Linked DNA regions of Astyanax mexicanus: region 2 is linked to region 1. Evidence: chromatin contacts called from public Hi-C data. All regions are on one chromosome and are shown on one strand. Each heading gives the region's core, a stretch centred on a gene start, on an enhancer-like site or on the middle of the called end of the contact. The rest is flanking DNA. Distances are from core to core; before and after follow the strand shown.

Evidence for each region. Hi-C and Micro-C count contacts between places; a contact is called where the count stands out from the background.
Region 2: a contact with region 1 is called in a Hi-C map of muscle, with 11 times the contacts expected there. The contact joins the enhancer-like site here to the promoter of socs3b in region 1. A contact is called at or near these places in 2 of 3 Hi-C or Micro-C datasets (both in muscle).

The regions. Positions count from the first base shown.
Region 1 is chr15:32,743,137-32,748,297 of AstMex3_surface, forward strand. socs3b (suppressor of cytokine signaling 3b) reads left to right here and starts at 3,620. Exons shown (of 2, transcript XM_007259292.4): 1 at 3,620-3,758. LOC103046731 (CDP-diacylglycerol--glycerol-3-phosphate 3-phosphatidyltransferase, mitochondrial) reads right to left here and starts at 791. Exons shown (of 10, transcript XR_007424420.1): 1 at 657-791.
Region 2 is chr15:32,808,875-32,813,934 of AstMex3_surface, forward strand. No RefSeq gene overlaps it. Among protein-coding and RNA genes, the nearest start is that of tha1, 9.3 kb to the right of the region's middle. Within about 2 kb of position 3,012, the one cell type or tissue checked has an H3K27ac peak away from gene starts, as active enhancers do.

The sequences.
Region 1 (5,161 bases), core at 2,370-4,869:
ATCAGATTAGTCAACTTGCAGCCCTACTGACAACACTTGCTTTCTTTAAATAAGGTCAGATGAATAAACACAGATTCACACAAAGTCCTGAAGTGATGCGGTCAGGATGTCCAGTATTTCAGTAAGCTAACTACTAACTTTATGAATTAAATTAAAGTAGTAAACTCTCCACATCTTTTAAAGAGTCTCTGACAAATAATGTCTTCATCTGAGCTTTGGGTAAAGGATAACCGTCAGAAAAAGAATAAAGGAGGCAGAATGTGTTTTAGTACAGATAATAAACACATGAGCTGCGGTTAATGTTACTGTCTCTTAAACTGGAGTCACGTTAGTTGGGTTAAATAAAACAGTCTAACCCTGGATCACCTGACCACGACATGCCACCTGACCAAACTAGCCAGTTAGCTACAATGCTAACTGCGCCCTGTCTAACACTGACAGAAACGTATCGATAAATCACAGCTGAGTCTAATTCAGCAGATAATCGCAGTATATTCGGTTGGTCTGGGGTACTTTAGAGAGGTAAACACAGTCCGGCTCAGCTCAGTGTGGGCATGTTAGCAGCAGCAGCACTGCCGGATACAGCTACACAGCTCTTTAAAACGCCTTTTCCTCTAATGCTGTAGTAAATGAGAGACACCGCTAAAACACCGTACCCTCTCCTCCTGTCCTGCGTCCTGAATAACCGGTCCGAGATTCTGCTGAAAACCCCGGACAGAGCCGGTGTGTACACAGAGTACACAAGTCTCCTCCAGGTCATGGGGGCCGCCATCTTTCCCTAGCACTCTTCAACACAGCCAACTTTATGTGAAGGACAGAGAAAGACGGACAGCCTTAAAGCAGCCGCTGCCTGGAGACTTCAAATTATGATAACATACTAGTGCATTTAAAAAATAGAATATCATTAAAAAGTTACTTTATTTCAGTAATTTAGTTCAAAATGTAAAAAACATATATAATATATAGATGTATTACACACAGAGTGATTTATTTTAAGCAGTTATTTATTTTATTGTTGATGATTACGGCTTACAGCCAATAAAACCCAAATATCAGTGTCTCAGAAAATTAGAATATTATATAAGACCAATTGGTACTTTTGCCGATCGCCGGTTTGAATCCTGTTCATGTAGCTTGCCATCGGCTACCTTGTTCTCTCCCCACATCACTTCTAGGGTGATGTCGATCAGCACAATGTTTCTGTGAGCTAACGTATCAGAACTAATTCGCTGCGTTTTCCTCCGAGTGCGCTGGCTACTCAGCAATGCTGCATCAGCAGCAGTTCGAAAAGAGGCGGTGGCTGACTTGTACACATGTATCAGAGGAGGCATGCGCTTGTCTTCACCCTCCTGGTGTTGGGGCATTACTAGTGAGTGTGTTGGGTAATTGCCTGTCTAAATTGGGGAGACAATTGGAGAAAAACAAGAAATAAAATAAAAAAGAAATTGGTACTTTTGGCAGTGTGGGCAGTGGGCCAAGTCCTGCTGGGAAATGAAATCTGCACCTCCATAAAAGTTGTCAGCAGAGGGAAGCATGAAGTGCTGTAAGATTTTCTGGTAAAACACTGCACTGACTTTGGACTTGATGTAACACAGTGGACCAACACCAGCAGATGACATGGCTCTCCAAACCATCACTAATTGTGGAAACTTCACACTAGACCTCAAGCAGCTTGGATTGTGTGTCTCTCCACTCTCCCTTCAGACTCTGATCCCTTGAAAATGATAAGCAAAATTCACTGATGGCCACAATTATGCGTTAGAATGAGTGATTATGCATAAGACTGTACTGTACCCACCCTTCACTCTACACACACAAAAAAATTCAATGTCTATCCCTATCAGCAATATTTGCTGCTTCATTCCATAAAACCATAAACTCTCTACCTCAGTAACTGCTGTGATCATGTATGTTCTATATGTTACAGTATGATACATATCTCTGCACCTTATCCACACTATGGACACTTCATTTGCCCTGTATCGGTACTGCACTGTCCTGACTGTTAAATTGCCTGGTCTGTTGTATTTACTGTATTTGTTGTAGCTTTATGTTGCACATTCGTTACACTTTTGCACCTTGTTCGTCTATTGTATTGTTATTCCATGTTGCACCATGTGTACCTATACTCTCTCTCTCTCTCTATTAAATTCTAATTCAAATGTTGTCACAAGGCAGCTTTACAGAGATATGGGTCCAAGTCTCTTATGAGTAAGCACCACAGTGATCACAAAAGGGTCAAGAAAAGAGAGAGAGAGAGAGAGAGAGAGAGAGAGAGAGAGAGAGAGAGAGAGAGAGAGAGAGAGAGTTTTTCTCTCTCTGTTTCTTTTATTCAGCCAATTGTCTGTAGTGTGATCTCATTGCAGGTGACTCTTCAGCCTGTAGGCGGCGTACAACCTGCCCTATTTTTAAATGACATTATAGTGCTATAGGCATGACAGGTCAGTGTAATGTTAATTAATTTAGTGTTTGAGGCTAAATGCAAAAAATAGAAAATTGGATGTAAAAAGGAATTATTTGGTACAATCAGAATTTCAGATTTTTTTAAAATTAATCTTTTCTTTATTTTCGGATTTTTCCATTTTTGCATTTTGCAAGCTGGATTATCAAAGAGAAGACTCTTTTCTCCTTTTCATTTTTATTGAAATTCTGTTTGCAAAAGGCTAAAATGAAAAACTAGATAATAAAAATAATTGTATGAAAACCTATTTCTTCTTTACTCTACTGAATGGAAAAAAATGATGATTAAGTTTTATACCCAATTTTCTATTTTTGGTTTTAGCTTGATACAGTCAGAAAGTTAAACTGCTAAGCATTACACTGTCAGTGCAACATTTATTAATGTATTTTTTGGAGTGTTTGAGGCTAAACGCAAAAATAGAAAATTTTATGTAAAAACTCATTATTTGTTTTTTATGTAGTGCAAGGTGCAAGAAATACGTTTACATCAATTTTTTTTCCAATTTTTCATCTCTGCCCCTCACAATCGGAATAGTAAAAAATATTTTTTCCTTTACTTTCTGAATTTTTTTTTGCATTTTGCAAGTTGGAATATACCATCAGGTTTGTGTAACAAGGCACAAAAAATGTTTTGTTTTTTTATTTGAAGCATAGAGAAAGTTGAGAATAAACTAGGTCTTTGCAGAGCGTGCACGTCTTCTTTTATGGCAGCATTGAGTCAATCAACCCTTAAAGCATCCAGACAAAAACAAAAACGACTACTGTAAGCCAGCAATATCAATGCTAAAATGTAGAAGGATGGTGAAATAGATGGGTTGCATGCGCGTGCAGCTAATTCTGCAAGGGCGCTTTAACTTTTTCACCTTGTAGAGAGAGTCTGGCTGGGAAGGGGGAGGGGAGGGAGGACTGCCAATACCAGGAATCGTCCCGTAGAAAAAGGTCACGCTGAATATTTATTGGCAGGCGGCCAGGAGAGTGAGAGAAAGTAAGTGTGTGTGTGTGTGCGCGCTCGATTCCAGGAAAAAAGGGGGGGTGGAGCCTGTTAGAAAATATCAGTCTGCTCTCAGTCGGTGAAGAGAACAGTACTTCTACTACCCCTCCTCGTCCTGGGGGGAGATGTGAGAGGGGTTTCCAGCTCACAGAGTCCAAACTGAGAGACACAACTAGCTAACAGTACAACAGTAACACGACTCCATCACTTTTCTACCGCCGTTTTTCACCGTTTAACGGATCTCAGACGGAGCTCTACAGCCCCTGGAACCCTAACTTGGAGACTGGGCTCGGAAAAGACTTTCAAGGTAACCCGAACCGTTTTGCTGTTAGTTAAGTCTAGCGGTGGGTAACCCAGGTCCAGAAAGTAAAAATCCATCCCAGGGTTCTGCTGCAGCTCAACAGAGCCGCCCAGGCAGTTGGTACAAAACCTTGGGATGGATTTTTACTTTCTGGACCTGGGTCACCCACCTCTATAGTAAACCAAGCTAACTTAACCAAACTATCCTAGGTTAGTAGTGTTATAGTGCTAGTGTTCATGTTAGCTAAGATAGCTAACCCTATCTGTTAAACTGTACTAGTTAACTAACTAAGAATTAACCATCTAAGCTAGCGGTTTAAATGGATATATATGTAACTTAGTTACCTAGGTTATATATGGTATATGTGTGTTTTTAGCGTTTTGGATGAACACTAGCGTTACTTATTCTGTTACCCAATAATCAAATGCTTAGTTAATTATCTTACCTCGTAAACTAAACAGTGTGACCTGTGATCTTGTTGTGTTAGACTATTTATTATCTAGCTAGTTAACCGTTAGCTAGCTAACCATCTAACTAGCTAGGTTAGGTCTGCTTAAGAAAACTAGTTAATACATAGTCTTAACCTAGTGTTTTTTATAGCCAAACCTTGCATTATTATTGTTATTACTATTGTTGTTATTATTAGCCATCTATGGCATAGTGTTGCCCTCATGCAACAAACCAAATTTATGTTTATTTCATCTTTTTATACTTTACTTTATTTACTTATCTTTCATATAATGTTACATGGTATATCCATATCCAGTACAATGAGGTGTATAAGTTGGTCATAAAAAATCTATGTATATGTACAGAAGTATATTTGGCTGTATAAATATTCTATTACTAAATTCTTACATTCTTGTTATAAACGTACAAAAAGATAGTGTTTTTTTTTCGTTGCCTTGTGCAGTTAGACCACTCTTATTAGATTAGTAAAAATGCATCAGTGATCTTCATCTCTGGTCCCACAGATCTCTCCCTACCTTGCATGTTTTGGGTGCTTCCTTGCACTAAAACTGACTAAAATAAAATAAAAATAAAATATTATCAAAAGAAGTCAAATCTAAAATCTAATGTTTGCTATATCCACAGGGACTCTGAAAATTCCAATATATATATTTTTTTCATACCAGAGGGTATTATAGTATAGTATTATATTTCTGTTTCGAGGGAAAGGAGTCACTCCAGCAGTGTTTGTGTCCAGCATACAGACTCGATTTACGAGAAATTCAGGACGAGAAAGAGAGCCCTTCTGCCATGAATGAGGAATTGGGTCATTCACAATAAACTGGAGGAGCTCATTCACATGCACTGCCTCTCCAAAAGCCAGAGAGCGATCGAAGTGTTGCCTGTATCAGGTGTACATGATCGGCAGTGCAGCAGTTAACTAAAGATAAAGTTTCGAT
Region 2 (5,060 bases), core at 1,762-4,261, 65 kb after region 1:
TTCATGTAATAATGGCATCAAACTGGCACCCCACAGTTGCACTCTTATTTTGACATGATTTTGCACAATTTTTTTAGTAGTTATGAGAAAGTCTCCTCTTCAGGAGATTATATGCCAGGGTCAGTTGAATTAAGGCAATGTTTCTCGATCCTGGTCCAGGAGACCTTTATCTACACATTTTACTGGTTTTCCTGCTTTAACGCAATCACTCCAGCTCTGAAGCTGATTAGTTGATTAAGGTGTGTTGGAAAAGAAAAAGGAATGTAAATGTGCAGCGCGGGTGCCTGCTATCAGGAGCAGAAATGAAGGTAACACTGGGTAAAGATCTGATGTACTGATCTACTTTTTTTCTCCTTATGAAGCTCTCTGCTGTGTGGGCAGTGTGCCATGCATCATTGGGCCCTATCTTACACTCTGCACAAGGCATGTCACAATGCTTATTGCTATTTTATGTATCTTACCACGCAAACAGTCTATTTTCATGCCTTGTGTCTGCGCTGTTAAAATAGCGTCAAAGTTTAGGAATAAATCTACACTGATGAGTGTGGTGGTCTGGAAGTGAGGTATGGCGTGCTGCTATTTTGGCAGCGGAAAGAACAGGTGCCACTGACCGATTTCAACTGTGACAACAGTCAACAGTCAGATGTTCATACCTATCTTAACTATGCAAGTGCACCATGTGCACTGTGCGCACACAAACCCAACTTTTGATGACTTTTACATAGTTAACGGCTCACCTATAGATCGCTAAAATAGGGCCCATTGTTTTGCTGCATGACGGACCTGCTCCTGATTAGATTGGACGCATCTCTCTGTAAATTAGCTTCGGCAGATGCCTAAGTGAGTTCTCCTGCTACCATCATGAGTTACATCATCAATAAAAACAGTGACCCCATTCCAGAAGCAGCTGAAGCTATGTGCACTGAAGCCATGTAAAGCCAGGGCTTGACAGATGAGCTTGTGTGTACTGAACCATGAGTAGATCCTTTCTTTCTCTACAGTGTGGCCTGTTAAAAAAAAAACCTTGGTCTGATTAGTCCATAAAATTTCAAAAATGTCTGCAGATCCTCTAGCCTTGTGATTATATCTTGTGGCATGGACTTTTTATCAATACTCTCAAATTTGTAATACCTTTCTTAATTTACTTTGGGATCAATAAAGTATTTATCTAACTATTAAAGGGGACGATTGGAGATAACCACATCCTATTATCTGTCTAACCTTCACTCCTGCAATATGTTTTTACTTCACTTTGCCATTAATTTTTGTAGGTTTTCTTTCACAGCATACAACATTTAAAAAGGGAAAAGTTGCCTAATATAAAGTTGGTAACTGTTTTCTCAGATGGCTCAACTTGCCCACTCAGCTGGACCAACTTACAACAAACATGGGGAACGCTGAGCAACAAAACACCTTTTTTAGGGACCTCATATTTTCTTGTCTATTTGAGTTACGGAATTGCTAAGGTTCAACTGATTCCAAACTTTCTGAACTTGTATTGTATGTTTTAGTTGTATTCCTGCCCCATACTCTTTTCATTTTAGTTTTTTTTTTACAGCTCATCTTATTTCACTCTCCACTATTGCAGAAAACAAAGTAATTGCTATTGCCATTTCAGAACTGTAAATCGAGACTGTAAATTGCCAAGACATCAATAGTCAGAGTTATTGTTGTTGATAAGGTTTAAGGATATCTAAGTCAGTGTTTTGCATTGATGAAGCACGACATGTGGCGTATGTTGCATATTTGCGCTAGAAAAGGGTGTGGGTATTTTTTGTGTTTGTATTGTTGCTGTAAACACTCTACCAAAATAGAGACATTAGATTCTCGACACAGCTTATGACCATTGAACCATGCCCCAACTCACCCCTTCTATGTTTAGCCTCTATGTAAAGTCTCTAAGCGGGAAATGATGTGGCCTGCACAGCAGGACACTCTGCCCATTTTGGGCTTTATAACACTGGTCAGATATAGCAGCTGAATAATGTAATCAGTCTGGTCTAATCTGGTGCAATCTAATTTTATGCAGCATCAAAATCAACCATATAAACTGTGCCAGTTTTATTAGATAAATCAGTCTGCAGATAACTACGCTGTCTGATCTGTAAGAGGCTCTGCCTGGTCCGGGAACCAGCCTTTGGTATAATACACATATACTAAGTTTTTGTAAAGTAATTTTCAAACTATGTAAAAACAAAACAAAAAAAATAAAAAAATAAAACCAAAAGAAAAAATTACATATATACACAAGTATAATATCTCGCAATGTCTGTATGCATAGTTTTGGCTGGAAAAATATGCAATGCAATCAGCGTGTAGAATCTCGCTGCAGAGGAAAAACTCAAGAATGAAGGCAGCCCTTTCAAACCGACTTCCAGTAACCAGCTCCCCTCCACCCTCCCTCTTTGCAATGACAGCTTTCACAACAGAGCACTTTTCTACTGTTGTGTAAAAAATGCTGTCAGAACACATTTTGTGAGCATAAAACAAAACAAAGAGCGTATCAAACTCAGACAGACACACAGTGAAAAGAGTGCCTCAAGGCATATAAACTGAGGCATCTCCACTATTGGGAATTCTGGTCAAATTAACATTCCGAATAATCTAATTCAATGCATCTAAATGACTAATTTGGCACATGGTAGTGCTTTTGTTGGTGCCACCCATGATTGTTCAACAATAAATGAATAAACTCACAGCTAGAGCATAACCTTGCTCACGCTAATCTAAAAGGTAAATTAAGGTTTTGCAGGTTTTGTGCAGCAGTTCTGGGTCATGTCCAGCCTCCAGAGGAACAACCAGAAGAGCCTGCTATGGCACTCAGCCAGCAGTACAAATGTGCTCATTAGAATACAATGTGTAGACAGAGTGCCAACAGACACACCCACCTCTCCACTCCTCTTCCCACCATCATGCCTCTTACTGGAAACCTGGGCAGCTGTTCTCTTCACTTTCACCGCCCAGCCTGACACCTCCTGTAGGCTTTTATTAGAGTCAGCCTGACAAAGCTGGCCACTGTAAACACAGCCAGTAAAGGCCTGGAAACCTCCACTCCTGCCTGCATGACCTCACAGCATCAGGACATCAGGAGGGCTGGCCTGCCTGTGTGGTTGTAAATGGGAGAGCATTACTTAAAACTATTTAAATGTGACACCAGAGAGTCCAGACACATTACAGAGTTCTGCTGACAAATGATCTGTGACGTTACTGTCTATTTACAGTGAGGATGTTAAGTATGTGTGTGTGTTATTGTGAAGACCAAACCCTCATAATGATAGGTCGACATGAATAATTAACTGACGTGTAAGGACAATTTTCTGATCCTTGGTTGAAAGGTTTTATTTAGTTTTAGCCGTAGGTAAGGATTATGTGTAGATTACTGTGGTTAGGAATAGATGTAGATTAGTGAGGTTAAGGTTAGAGTTAGGATTAGGTGTAGGTTACTTAGGTTATGTTTAGAATTATGTATAGTATTTTTAGGTTAGAGTTATGATTAAGTACAGATTAGGTGCAGGGTTAGTAGGGTTGTGGTAAGCATTAGGATTAGGATTAGGTGTAAAATGACATGTACAAAAATCTGTCCTCACTAATAGAGTAAAACAAACACTGTGTGTGTGTGTTTGTGTGTTTTATAAGCCTGCAAAAGTTGTAGCAATTACAACAATGCATCTACAATAAGTCATAACAACATCATAAAGACATAAAAATATCACTGTCTAAGAAAGAGGAAAGGGCGCCACCGCGTGGACAAAATGAGAACATATATAAACATCCTACCTAGACTAGACGGATATTGGAACGTAGCTGTTAAGGTTAAGTCCTGTAGCTGGAGACCTATAGAAATAACCCATAAATAACATGTAAATAATATATAAATATATACACAAAACTGTAAACTTACAAATCATGCAACACTGATGATTTTAAATAATAAAAAACAGCCTGCCCTCCCCTCCACAAGAAATGGTTTAGTCCCTCATAACATAACAAGACATAACAGTAGTAATGCGGGTGTCCAGTAGAGGATGCCACTGAGGCCAATCTCATTTCATTTTCACACTCAGTTCATTTTATCATATTTTTATAACGTAAAAAACAGAGTGAAGGTGCTGATCTGTTAATTTGATCAAACTGATCAGTGGCAGAATAAAATATCATATCATTTACCTAATAAAAAAATACATAATCTTGTTTGGCATTGCTTTATAATTTACCAATACTTTGAAAGATAAAGGTGTGGTGCAGAATTTTCAAAGGACACAAATGTCATTTTGGGCATCTCAAAGTGTCCCTTTGGGCACCTCCAAGTGTCATTTTGGGCATCTCCAAGTGTCATTTTGGACATCTCCAAGTGTCCCTTTGGGCACCTCCAAGTGTCATTTTGGACATCTCCAAGTGTCATTTTGGACATCTCCAAGTGTCATTTTGGGCATCTCCAAGTGTCCCTTTGGGCACCTCCAAGTGTCATTTTGGGCATCTCCAAGTATCCCTTTGGGCATCTCCAAGTGTCATTTTGGACATCTCCAAGTGTCATTTTGGACATCTCCAAGTGTCATTTTGCGCGCAAACATGTGATTTTATGTGTCATTTCATCAAATAAATATTAATATTACCCTGAGATGGACTTACATTAATTTATTTTATCACAAAGAAACAAAAAATATTAAAATGTTGTTTTATAGAGACAGATTAATCTCTGCATTTCCCGCTTGAAAGTGAATTACTGTTTTGTCCAAAATGTCTACTTCAGTTTAAGCCCTGACTGGTCATTGTGCTATATGTAAAACTTAAGATATCCAGTGTGATAGCATAGTAGTGCAAATCGCATGAAAATGAGCAAAAAAATTGATCTACAGTAAGGGGTTAAGCATCTTTATTTGTCCTTTGGGCATCTCCAAGTGTCCCTTTAGGCATCTCCAAATGTATTTTTGGGCATCTTCGAGTGTTCCTTTGGGCATTTCCAAATGTCATTTTTGGCATCTCCAAGTGTCCCTTTGGGCATCTCCAAGTGTCATTTTGGGCATCTCCAAATGTCATTTTAGGCATCTCCAAATGTCCCT